Linked DNA regions of Sus scrofa: region 2 is linked to region 1. Evidence: chromatin contacts called from public HiChIP or PLAC-seq data. All regions are on one chromosome and are shown on one strand. The core of a region is the stretch at or near the end of the contact, and the rest is flanking DNA. Distances in the headings are between cores, read along the strand shown. Region 1 has its middle 72 kb from the start of TRNAD-GUC. Region 2 has its middle 66 kb from the start of TRNAD-GUC.

Evidence for each region. HiChIP or PLAC-seq counts read pairs in DNA pulled down with a chosen protein or histone mark.
Region 2: a contact with region 1 is called in an H3K27ac HiChIP or PLAC-seq map of skeletal muscle, with 3 times the contacts expected there. The contact joins two enhancer-like sites. A contact is called at or near these places in 1 of 47 Hi-C or Micro-C datasets (heart right ventricle) and 1 of 2 datasets of contacts at active chromatin or transcription factors (skeletal muscle).

What each region holds. Positions count from the first base shown.
Region 1 is chr10:28,150,386-28,156,144 of Sscrofa11.1, forward strand. No RefSeq gene overlaps it. Among named protein-coding and RNA genes, the nearest start is that of TRNAD-GUC, 72 kb to the right of the region's middle. Within about 2 kb of position 3,141, at least 14 of the 83 cell types and tissues checked have an H3K27ac peak or open chromatin away from gene starts, as enhancers often do. A contact at or near this core is called in skeletal muscle, where this site is marked.
Region 2 is chr10:28,287,807-28,293,565 of Sscrofa11.1, forward strand. No RefSeq gene overlaps it. Among named protein-coding and RNA genes, the nearest start is that of TRNAD-GUC, 66 kb to the left of the region's middle. Within about 2 kb of position 2,100, at least 15 of the 83 cell types and tissues checked have an H3K27ac peak or open chromatin away from gene starts, as enhancers often do. A contact at or near this core is called in skeletal muscle, where this site is marked.

The DNA of each region.
Region 1 (5,759 bases), core at 1,891-4,390:
ATGCCCCAAAGCTCTGAAGCATGTTTAAGACCATGAAATAGCATTACAAAGCTTTTGCCATTTATAGAATTTTATGGAATGCAACGTTTGAAAGAAAAAAAGTCTTTTTTTCTCCTTGGTTTCCATAAGATCTCAAACCCAATTATGACATTTCTTCTTTAAGATTTATAAAAATTTTTTTTCCTACACTTGTGTCTTCTTGGTTGAAGTTTAATCTACAACATAGTTTTCATGGCTAAGTAGAAAATCCTTTGGGGAATCATAGTATAATCTAATCTGAAATAATGCTTCCTGAGCTGTTATAATAATAAAGTTCCTTTTTCTTTCTTTCCTTTTTTTTTTTTTTTTTTTTTTTTTTTTTTTGCATTTTAGGGCTGCACCCATGGCATGTGGAAGTTCTCAGGCTAGGGGTTGAATTGGAGCTGCAGCAGCAATGTGGGATCTGAGCCAAGTTGTGACCTACACCACAGCTCACGGCAACGCCAGATCCTTAACCCACTGATTGAGGCCAGGGGTTGAATCAGCATCTTCACAGATACTAGTTGGTTCATTACTTCTGAGCCAACACAGGAATCCTATAGTAAACTCTTAGGGATTCCTCCTCTTTTAGGAGTGGGGGAGACATTTTCTAGGAGAAAAATCCCAATGTTTCTGAATCCATCAGATTTAGTCAAGGCCATAGGCACTGAAGAAAGAATTAGGTATAATATTTATCCTGGGAAAACATTTAATTGATACATTTCGGGTACATCTACTACAAGGGACATTTCTTTTCTCTTTTGAAGGAGACAGGTGTTTTATTTTATTTTATTATTTTTTTCTTGTCTTTTTAGGGCTGCATCTGTGGCATATGGAAGGTCCCAGGTTAGGGGTCAAATCGGAGCTGTAGCTGCCGGCCTAGGCCATAGACACAGCAACATGGGATCTGAGCCATGTCTGAGACAGGTGTTTTACAATTTTCATTTTCAAATGAATAAATTGAAGCCCAGAAAAATAAAGTAACCAAGGTCACACAGCTGCAGCCTACTCGTTATGATCATCAGCTGGCTTGGAAGACATTTGCCTTTTTCCTTTTTGTCTTTTGTCCTTTTTTAGGGCGTGCCCACAGCACATGGAAGCTCCCAGGCTAGGGGTCCCACCAGAGCTGTAGCCACTGGCCTACACCACAGTCACAGCAACGCCAGATCGAGCCGCATCTGTGACCTACACCACAGCTCATGGCAAGGCCGGATCTTTAACCCAAGGAGCCAGGCCAGGGATCGAACCCTCAGCCTCATGGTTCCTCGTCAGGTGCGTCTCCACTGCGCCATGATGGGAACTCCAGAGAACATTTTTTCTATGATTGTGTCTTATTGGTTGGTTACATTGGGAGCTAGCAGTTGAGCTTGGAAACTCAGGTTTGCATATTCCTGTGGGGTTTTTGCTTCCTCATGTTGGTTTTCAGGGGTCGGAATAGCACAGGAGATACTGGGGCAACTGAGGAAGGAATAGAGCCAGCTTTTCCTCAGAAAAGTCACAGAAGTTAGCGTGCTGAGAGGCACTTGGTCTCACAGCCGTGACTGCATGAAGCTGCCAACTGCTGAAGGTGAGGCCCAGGTAACTGTGTGTAGTGGTTTCCAGTGATGGCTTGAACAACACAGATGGCTTAAAACAGAAATTCAGAGTTTCTATTATGGCTCGACATTAACGAATCCAGCTAGTATCCGTGAGGATGTGGGTTCCACCCCTGGCCTTGCTCAGTGGGTTAAGGATCCGGCATTGCTGTGAGCTGTGATGTAGGTCGAAGATGCAGCTCGGATCGGGCATTGCTGTGGCTGTGGTGTGGCTGACAGCTGAAGATCTGATTGACCCCTAGCCTGGGAACTTCCAAATGCCGCAGGTGCAGCCCCCAAAAGACAAACACACAAACCACCCCAAACAGAAATTCATTCTCTCACAGTTCTGGATGGCAGCCGTCTGAAATCAGCGTCATTGAGCTGAAACCAGGGTGTCAGCATCAGCAGGGTTCTGCCCTCTCCAGGGGTTCTGGGGGTGAGTATGTTCCTTGCCTTTTCCAGCCGTTGGTGGCCACCAGGATTCCTTACCTTGTGGCCGCATCCCCCCCCCCCCCCCGGTCTGCCTCCATGGTCTCCTTGCCGTGTCCCTTTCTGTCTAGGTCAAATGCCCCTCCAGTCTTGCTTTTATAAGGATACATGTGCAGACTTCCCATCATGGCTCAGGGCCAATAATCTGACTCATACCCATGAGGACCCAGGTTAAGCCCTCCCCCTACTCAGTGGGTTAAGGATCTGGCATCACTGTGAGCTGTGGTATAGGTTGAAGACATGGCTCAGATCTGGCATTGCTGTGGCTCTGATGTAGACCAGCAGCAGCAGCTCCAGTTAGACCCCTAGCCTGGGAACTTCCATATGCTGCAGGTGTGGCCCTAAAAAGACAACCAAAAAAAGAGATACATATACTTGCATTTGATAATCCAGAATAATCTCCCCACCAAAAAAAGATACATATGCCTGCATTTGATAATCCAGAATAATCTCCCCATGTTGTGATTACTAATTTAATCACATCTGCAAAGACCCTTTTTCCTGTAAGGTGACGCTTCCTGGTTCCAGGGCTTAGGACCTGATATGTTGGGGCTGTGATCGAACCTCTCATAGACCGAGCCTGGATCCATGATGCTGACATCATTTATTTCTGGCTGACAAAGGACATGGCTGCAGGCAAGAGGCCACAGAAGAGAGTCTTCCTGCTCTCCAGACATGGGGTGAAATGTCATAATCAGTGTCTGGCAGAACAAAGGACTGAAGGACAAAGCTTGAGCAATACACAGCTCTGGAGTGACCACACTGGCGTGCTTACTGCTGAGTTTGTTTATGGGAGGAAAGAAAACAGCCATGTTGGGAGCCATGGGGTGGTTTTCATATCCTGGAAGTTATGTAGAAATAGTGGGACAGGAATGTGTTATTCAGGAGTGTAAAACAATTTCTCGTTCAAACAGATCGAAAGCCTTGAGTGGTGAAAAATCCTCCCAGAGAGGAGACATGTAAAATGCCCTGCAAAAGGCTATAACTGTGGCCCTTTGGGAACAAAGACTCCCATGGTCCCCAGCCTCTTGTTGATTTTACCCCATGGAGCCTGGTTGTCGGAGAAGCAAGGAGGTTGGGGCATCCGGCTGGGGTAACTAGACGATGCGGCAAGGAAGCGTCCTCCTTCTGACCTCCTTTATGAGTCAGGAAAGGAGGGCAATGAAAATTCCTGGTTAGGGAGGTCCCATCGTGGCGCAGCAGAAATGAATCTGGCTAGCATCCTTGAGGACGCAGGTTCGTCCCTGGCCTCGCTCAGAGGGTTAAGGATCCGGGGCTGCCGTGAGCTGTGGGGTAGATCTCAAACATGGCTCAGATCTGGTGTGGCTGTGGCTGTGGTGTAGGCCTGCGGCTACAGCTCTGATTGAATCCCTAGCCTGGGAACCTCCATATGCCGTGGGTGTGGCCCTAAATAAAATAAAATAAGATTCCTGGTTAGTGGAAACTACACATTCTTGTTCATTTCCTTGCTTTAGATGAAAGAACATGCCACAGTACTGCTCCCCGCTCCACATAAATCAATGACAGTAGCCAACCTGGATCTTCTCTTGTAAACTGCAGACGCATCAGTTGGCATGGGCAGCAGAGATGCTTCTAGCGTCTGAGAAATTGGGGTGAGGGTCATCGTGGAGATTTTCCAAAGGTAGGTCAAGAGCATCTCTAAGTTTCCCATGGGCCTTGATAACTATTTTAAGCATTTGAAAACACTTTTTTTTTTCCCCCCTTACAATGACCAGCTATTGTCTCTCAAAATTCTGGAACTCCCCGAAGGTTCAAATGCTCACTTCTCTTCTCCTCCTTCCTTCTTCCTTCCTGGCCATCATCAAGAATCATGAAATCAAGTAGGTTCTAGAAATGTTCAGCCAATGATCCTTACCCAGCCCCAGTTATCCAACAGAGCTCTGGAAACTGATGATTCTAGAATAGAACTACTCACACTGAGGCTGATCATCTGCAGAGTTTCCATTGTGGCTCAGTCGGTTAAGAATAGGACTGGTATCCATGAGGATGTGAGTTCGATCCATGGTCTTGCTCAGTGGGTTAAGGATCTGGCGTTGCCGTGAGCTGCAGTGTAGGTCACAGACATGGCTTGGCATGGGCATTGTTGTGGCTGTGGTGTAGGCCGTCAGCTGCAGCTCACATTCAACCCTTAACCTGGCAACTTCCATATGCTTCACATGTGGCCCTAGAAAAGAAAAAAAAAAAAAGAGGTTGATGATCTGTTTGGCAAAATGGAGTTAAAGGTGAGTGATGGGGAGTTTCCTGGTGGTCTAGTGGTTAGGAATTGGTGCTTTCACCACTGCGGCCCAGGTTCAACCCCTGGTCTGGGAACTGAGATCTCACATCAAGCCATCGCATGCCATGGCCAAAGAAAACCATAATGGGACTGCTAGCCAGTGTCCTATAAAACACTGAATATTCTCCATTAGTTGTGGATTCCTTTTGCTTAAATGACTAACAGCAGCCTTGGTGTTTCTAGCTGAAGGGCTATGCAGTGGGGCATTGTAGTAAAGAAGAGAAAGCCTGGAGTTCCTGGCATGGCTCAGTGGTTAACGAATCCAACTAGGAACCTTGAGGTTGTGGGTTCAATCCCTGGCCTCACTCAGTGGATTGGGGATCCAGTGTTGTGGTAGGTCGCAGACACGGCTTGGATCCCTGCTTTGCTGTGGCTGTGCTGTAGGCCGGTGGCTATAGCTCCAATTGGACCCCTAGCCTGGGAACCTCCATATGCCACAGGAGTGGCCCAAGAAATGGCAAAAAGACCAGAAAAAAAAAAAAAAAAAAAGAAGAGAAAGCTTACAGACTCTATGGGGAATGCTTCTTTGGGTACTCTGGCTCTCTACTCTTTGGTGACTGTTTCGTAGTTAACTTTGTCTTTACATAGTATGAGTTAGACAGCTTGGTCCTAATTTCATTCTAATTTCTTTCTCCTGTAAGGAGATTGGGGCCTCGCTGAAACAAAGCCTTGCTTGGCTCCTATATTCGATTGGCTCACACACTTGTCCCTTGCTTGGTCACGTGGAAGACCTGGCTTAGTCTATTCCAGAGAAAAATTGGCCAAGTAGCTTTGCCTCTCATCTGCACCTCTGGCTAACAGTCTATTGGAACAGGGAGTTCCTCTAATGGCTCCACAGCCACAAATCCAACTAGTATCCATGAGGACAAGGGTTTGATCCCTGGCCTCGCTTAGTGGGTTAAGGATCTGGTGTTGCCGTGAGCTGTGGAGCTATAGCTCTGACTCAGCCCCTAGCCTGGGAACTCCCATATGCTGTGGGTGTGGCCCTAAAAATGAAAAAAAAATATATTGGAACATGAGTTTCAATCAGTCATCTGCTTTTTTAATTCATGCATGAGAAACTATGATTTTTTATTTTCTTCTTTTTAGGGCCTCACCCATAGCATATGGAAGTTCCCACCCAGACAAGGGGTCAAATTAGAGCTGCAACTGCCTGCCTACACCACAGCCACACCATGTCTGCTCCTTAACCCACTGAGCAAGGCCAGGGATCGAACCCACAACCTCATGGTTCCTAGTTGGATTCGTTAACCACTGAGCCATGATGGGAATGCCCCCAAATCTTTTTTTTAAATTAATTAATTACTTTTTTTAATGGCCACACCAGTGGCATATGGAAGTTCCCAGACTAGGGGTCGAGTCAGAGCTGCAGCTTCCGG
Region 2 (5,759 bases), core at 850-3,349, 140 kb after region 1:
CTAAGCATGCCTGGGATTGTTGATCATTGTGAGCATATAGTTCTGAATAATAAGGCCCACTCTTGCCTGTTCTTAGTTTTTGTTTGTTTGTTTGTTTTATTTTGCCTTTTCTGGGCCACTCCCACGGCATATGGAGGTTCCCAGGCTAAGGGTCTAATCGGAGCTATAGCTGCCGGCCTACACCACAGCCACAGCAACGTGGGATCCAAGCCGCGTCTGCAACCTACACCACAGCTCACGGCAACGCCGGATCCTTAACTCACTGAGCAAGGCCAGGGATCGAACCTGCAATCTCATGGTTCCTAGTCGGATTCATTAACCACTGAGCCACAACAGGAACTCCTCTTCTTAGATTTTTAAGTAAATTTCAGGAATTCAAGGAAATTTCTGTGTCATAATCTCCATAATGTAATTCGGGTGGAGGGTGACACTCTCTTGTTCTTAAGGTAGGATTGGGTGTCGGAAAGCAAGGTCTCTGGAGGTGGGCTCCCTCTTCTGTGAAGTCCACTTAGTCCCCTTTGGTCCCTGTTGACCTGGGGGCTTTGTCACTCAGAAGAGTGAGAGGCAGTGTGTTTCACGGGGTCTGAGCCACAAAGCAGAATTCCTGAAGAGGCAGCCCCATCCCCCACTTTTGGCTTCTCATTCCCACCTTCCGTGGGTCTGTTCCTAGCAACTGTCAGCAGCATATCCACCAGCAGACACAATCTCTGGTGAGCTCAGTTGCAGCCAGGGGGACTGGCATTCTAGAGGGCCGGCTTGGTGCCCATAGCTTTATGTTTGGGTGATAGACTACGTGAACAGTCAGATTATAGCCAATATATATCCAGAGAGCTGACTTATTGCATATAGAGCTGAGTAATTTTTTTTTTTGGGGGGGAGGGCATCCCTGTGGAATTGGAAGTTTCTGGGCTAGGGGTTGAATTGGAGCCGCAGTTGAGGCCTACACCACAGCTGCAGCAACGCCAGATCCAAGCTGCATCTGTGATCTACCCTGCAGCTTATGGCAACGCCAGAGCCTTAACCCACTGAGTGAACCTGCATCCTCACGGATGCTGTGTCTGGTTCTTCAGAGCCATGATGAAACTCCTTGAGTGGTTTTTTTTTAATAATGAGTATTTACAATTTTTCAAACACCAATTATATATATACTATGAGGCTAAATGATGTCTATTGCTTTGCATTCCACCTCAAAACTATGTCTGTGTCGTGTTTTCTCAATTCTTCGTCAAAAACCCCCCTTTGGGGACATCCATACCATGTTTCTTACTATTTAAAAAAAAAAATTTAAGCAAGCACTCATTGGTGCAGATTCTTCAGATAAGAGAGAACAAAGGCCCTGGAGAGGGGTGTGTGGTGGCCACTTTCAAGAACTTTCTCTCAGAGTTCTCATCGTGGCGCAGCGGAAACGAATCCAACTAGAAACCATGAGATTGCCGGTTCGATCCCTGGTCTCGCTCAGTGGGTTAAGGATCTGGCGTTGCCTGAGCTGTGGTGTAGGCCGCAGATGCGATTGGGATCTGGGGTTGCTGTGGCTGTGGTGTAGGCCAGCAGCTGTAGCTCTGACTCAACCCCTAGCCTGGGAACCTCCATATGCCATGGGTGCGGCTCTAAAAATAAAGAAAAGAAAAGAAATGCTGAATTCCTGACTTCCAGCCCCATCTCTGCTGGTCAGGCTTCCTGGCAACTTTTCTTCTAGGTACTCCAGCCGCAATCCCTGCTTTCCCTCAGTTCACCTCTCCCCAGGACAAAGGACCTTTTGGGCAACTTAGATTGTGAAGCCTTTTTCTGCTCCGCCCAACCCCACCATTTCTGGACATAAGGCAGAGACAGATCCTGCTCTGGCATCGGGCAAGGGGTCTCAGTGTAAAACGGTCCCCAAACCACCGCATAGGACCGCCGAAGCCGAGATCAAAGGGGAGGCTAACTCCCCGGCCCTCCCAGAATTTTCCCGGGCTGCCACCTGCTTGCTTCGGAGGCCTCGGTGCTCTGCGGGAAGGCAGGCCCCGGGCGCTCATGTTCACATCTGCTGCGGCCCTAAGGCAGACCTTCTCCTGCCAGGCGGGCCGGGAGAAATGGCTCATGAAACAGATTGTAAAGCCCTGGGCAGTGGCTCGCTCTCCTGTGACTTGGCACTTACGTAGCTTTTTCCACTGGCAGGGACAGAGCAGGAGGCCTGGCGGCCCGCCTCAGATGAAGGCGGCCTCCCCCAAATGGCGGTGGTGAGGCCCCAGTTCTACACCCCCGGCCCCACCTCTCTTTTCCAATATTAAGTGAAACTGTGCTTGACACCCAGGCGGCAGGCTGGAGGCCATCCTCGAGCAACGCGTTCCAAGTGTGAAATGACTTAAATCTGGGCACTTGGTCCCGGGAGGCCAGGGGGTGCGATGCTGGTGCCCAGACAGCGCCGGTCCCCGCGCTGGGTGTGCGTCTGTGTCTCCCGGCTGCCTGGTCAATATCAGGTTGTTTGCGCTGGACTGGCCGCGTGTCCCCCGCGGGTGTCTGAGCTGTAGCCGGTGCACATTTCCGGCCTGCGGGGGATGGGATGCGGGCCAGCACGTTGGGGGCTCCCTGGGCCCCGCACTCACAGCTGTGATGACTTCATGACTCTCCCATGGCCCTGGGGCCGGGGAACAGGGCCGGGATTGTATTCGCAGGCTGCAGGCAGCACGTGTGAAAGGACTGCGTCAGACTGGACCTCCTGCCCTAGTCGTTTTGGAAAATCGCTCTGATCTCCAGCAAAAATTCCCCAGTTGCCTTTCCCCACTCCTCCAAACCCCTTCGATGGGCTGAGTCCATGAGGCCATTCTCAGCCAGGGGAGGGAATGATCAATACTAAACCACCTTTAGGTGGGTTTTTAGGTTTCAGGGGAAGTAAAGACATTTTGCCTTTGAATCTGCCCATGAGCCCAGGTCTGCATTAGAGCAGGAAGGAGATGGCTTGGTTTGGTTTCTTCTAGTAGTTTGCCCCACAAATCCTGGGGTGATTCAGGGGGAGTGATGTCCCAAGACATCCCCCCCACCCCCCACTCCCAACTCCCATTTTACCAAAGTCCAGATGGTGGGAGAATTGAGATTGAGATCCTGGGTGATGTGACTGTCAATTAATTCCCTAATATTGTGCAGGGTGGGGGTGATAGGGATGGAGTAGGCACAGGTAGTTGTAGAAGTCCCAGGAAAGGATCATGGATAGAGAGGGAAATTGCTCAAGAAAGCCATCAGAATAAGGCAGGCTTGCTTGACTAGGGGAGGCACCTGGGGAGAGGTTGGGTGTGGATGGGATGAGACCTGCATTCAGATTCAGTCTAAGGGCAGGAGTTTGAGGACCACCTTCTGTGGATTTGAATACACACCTTACGGGAGAGGTGGTCTTTTCTGACCCCTAGTCCCCTGGGATGATAAAACTGTAGCCCACTGGATCCTGAGAGCTGAGCCTCCTTGCCTGCCTGCTTGATCTCTCATAAGACACTTTTCTTTTTTTTCTTTTTTTTCTTTTTTTCCTTTTTAGGGCTGCACTCGGGGCATGTGGAAGTTCCCAGGCTAGGGGTCGCATTGGAGCTGTAGCTGCTGGCCACAGCACAGTATTGCCAGGTCCCAGCCGCACCTGCAGCAACCTATACCACATCTCACAGCAACGGGCATCCTTAACCCACTGAACAAGGGCAAGGATCAAACCTGTGCCCTCATGGATGCTAGTCAGATTCATTAACCACTGAGCCATGATGGGATCTCCACAAGAGTCCTGTCTTAATAAATCTATTTCTTGCTTATCACTTTGTCTCTCATTGAATTCCTTCTGCGCAGAGGCATAAAGAACCTGAACCTCAGTAAGTCCAGACACAGGGTGAGTGATTCTAATTTAAAACCGTGGGTTCAAGTCCCAGTCTGGGTTCTGGCTAGGTTCAGGCCATTAGTGCCATCAGTTTTAGGGGGAGGTGGGGGAGCTGGGAGGATATGGGGGACAGTGATGCTGGCCACAACTGGATGGGAGAAGTTGTGCCCACTGGACTGTCAGGTGTGATTTTGTGCTCTGTAACCTTGTTTGTGATGATGACAACTTGGAATAACCTAAGTGTCTATCAAAGAGAAGGGACAAATAAAATGTGTATTTAGATGATCACAGTTAAAACAAATAACCAGCCTGGGATAGAGCTCAAAAAAGAAAAAAAAAATCAGCAAGTTGCAGAATAAGTACAGTGTGAAACCATTTATGTGAAGAGAGAGAGAGAGAAAGAAGAAAACAGAACCACCCTCACGAGGCCTGGCTGCGCTTTCTGTTCTGTGCTGGGCAGAGGCCTAGACGCCTGAACCCCTCAACCTCAAACCGTCTAGGGGAGGGTGAGAGGGACTGAAATTGGAGAAGATGGTCAAAAGTTCCTTTTAAGTAAATGTTCTAATGTTTAAGGGGAGACTGATTTCATTATTTTATTTTATTTTATTTTAATTTTATTTTTTGTCTTTTTAGAGCCATACCTGTGGCATATGGAGGTTCCCAGGCTAGGGGTCCAATCGGAGCTGTAGCCACCAGCCTGTGTCACAGCCACAGCAACACAGGATCTGAGCCACATCTGCGACATATACCACAGCTCACGGCAATGCCGGATCCTTAACCCACTGAGCAAGGCCAGGGATCAAACCTGCATCCTCATGGATACTAGTCGGGTTCATTATCACTGAGCCACAACAGGAACTCCTGATTTCATTAATTTCTTATGTAATTAAAATTTGATTATGAAATAGGGGACAATGAGGCTTATAAACTTCATCCACCTAGAGTTAGCAGATGTGGAGATTTGTGTTTTTTCACCTACGTGTGGGTAATTAGTGGTTTCAATTCTTTTTTTTTTTTCTTTTTCTTTGCTGAGATGTAGCAAATTGATATGATTCAAAGGGCGGGACAAGGTAGCGAGAGTGTGTATATTCATAAATCAGCAAAAAGCTGCGTCAAGTAACATTCAGGGAAGTTCTTTTCTAAATAGTCCGTCTGCAGACGGGGGGCCTTGTGGAGCCACAGGTCCCCACCCTGTCACGACAAGCACTGGTGCAGCATTTATGGCTCATTGGGCAGGAAAAGGGGGTAGGCCAGGTAACCAGGCTGACCTAGTTTGCCTGCATTGCACGTACTCCTAACATTTATCATTGTACCTTTCACTTGGGACATCTTGCAAGCAGGTGTAAGTCAGCAGTGCAAACCCTATGTTGGAAATTCACTTTACTTGGTGGTGAAGTGAATAATGTAGCTAAGAATTCCGTAAACCCGAAGGTGGTTAATACTGTAACCACAGAGCTTTTCAAATACAAGATATAGGTCTCTGTGTGTATATGTGTGTAAATTAATAACACAGAATTTAAAAAAATCATCCAAAAGGAAAACACCATTTGGTCAGAGAAAAACATTTAAAATTAGAAAAGAGGAGTTCCCTTTGCTAACGAACCTGACTAGGATCCTTGAGGATGTAGGTTCAATCCCTGGCCTTGCTCAGTAGGTTAAGAATCCAGCATTGTGGCGAGCTGCAGTGTAGGTTGCAGATGTGGCTCGGATCCTGAGTTGCTATGGCTGAGGTGTAGGTCAGCAGCTGCAGCTCTAATTTGACCCCTAGCCTGGGAACTTCCATATGCCACGAGTGCAGCCCTAGAAAAGCAAAAAAGATTAAAATAAAATAAAATAAAATAAAATAAATAAAATAAAATAAAATAAAATAAAATAAAATAAAATAAAATTAGAAAATAAATCATGAAATGGTTTATTGTGTTTTATAATC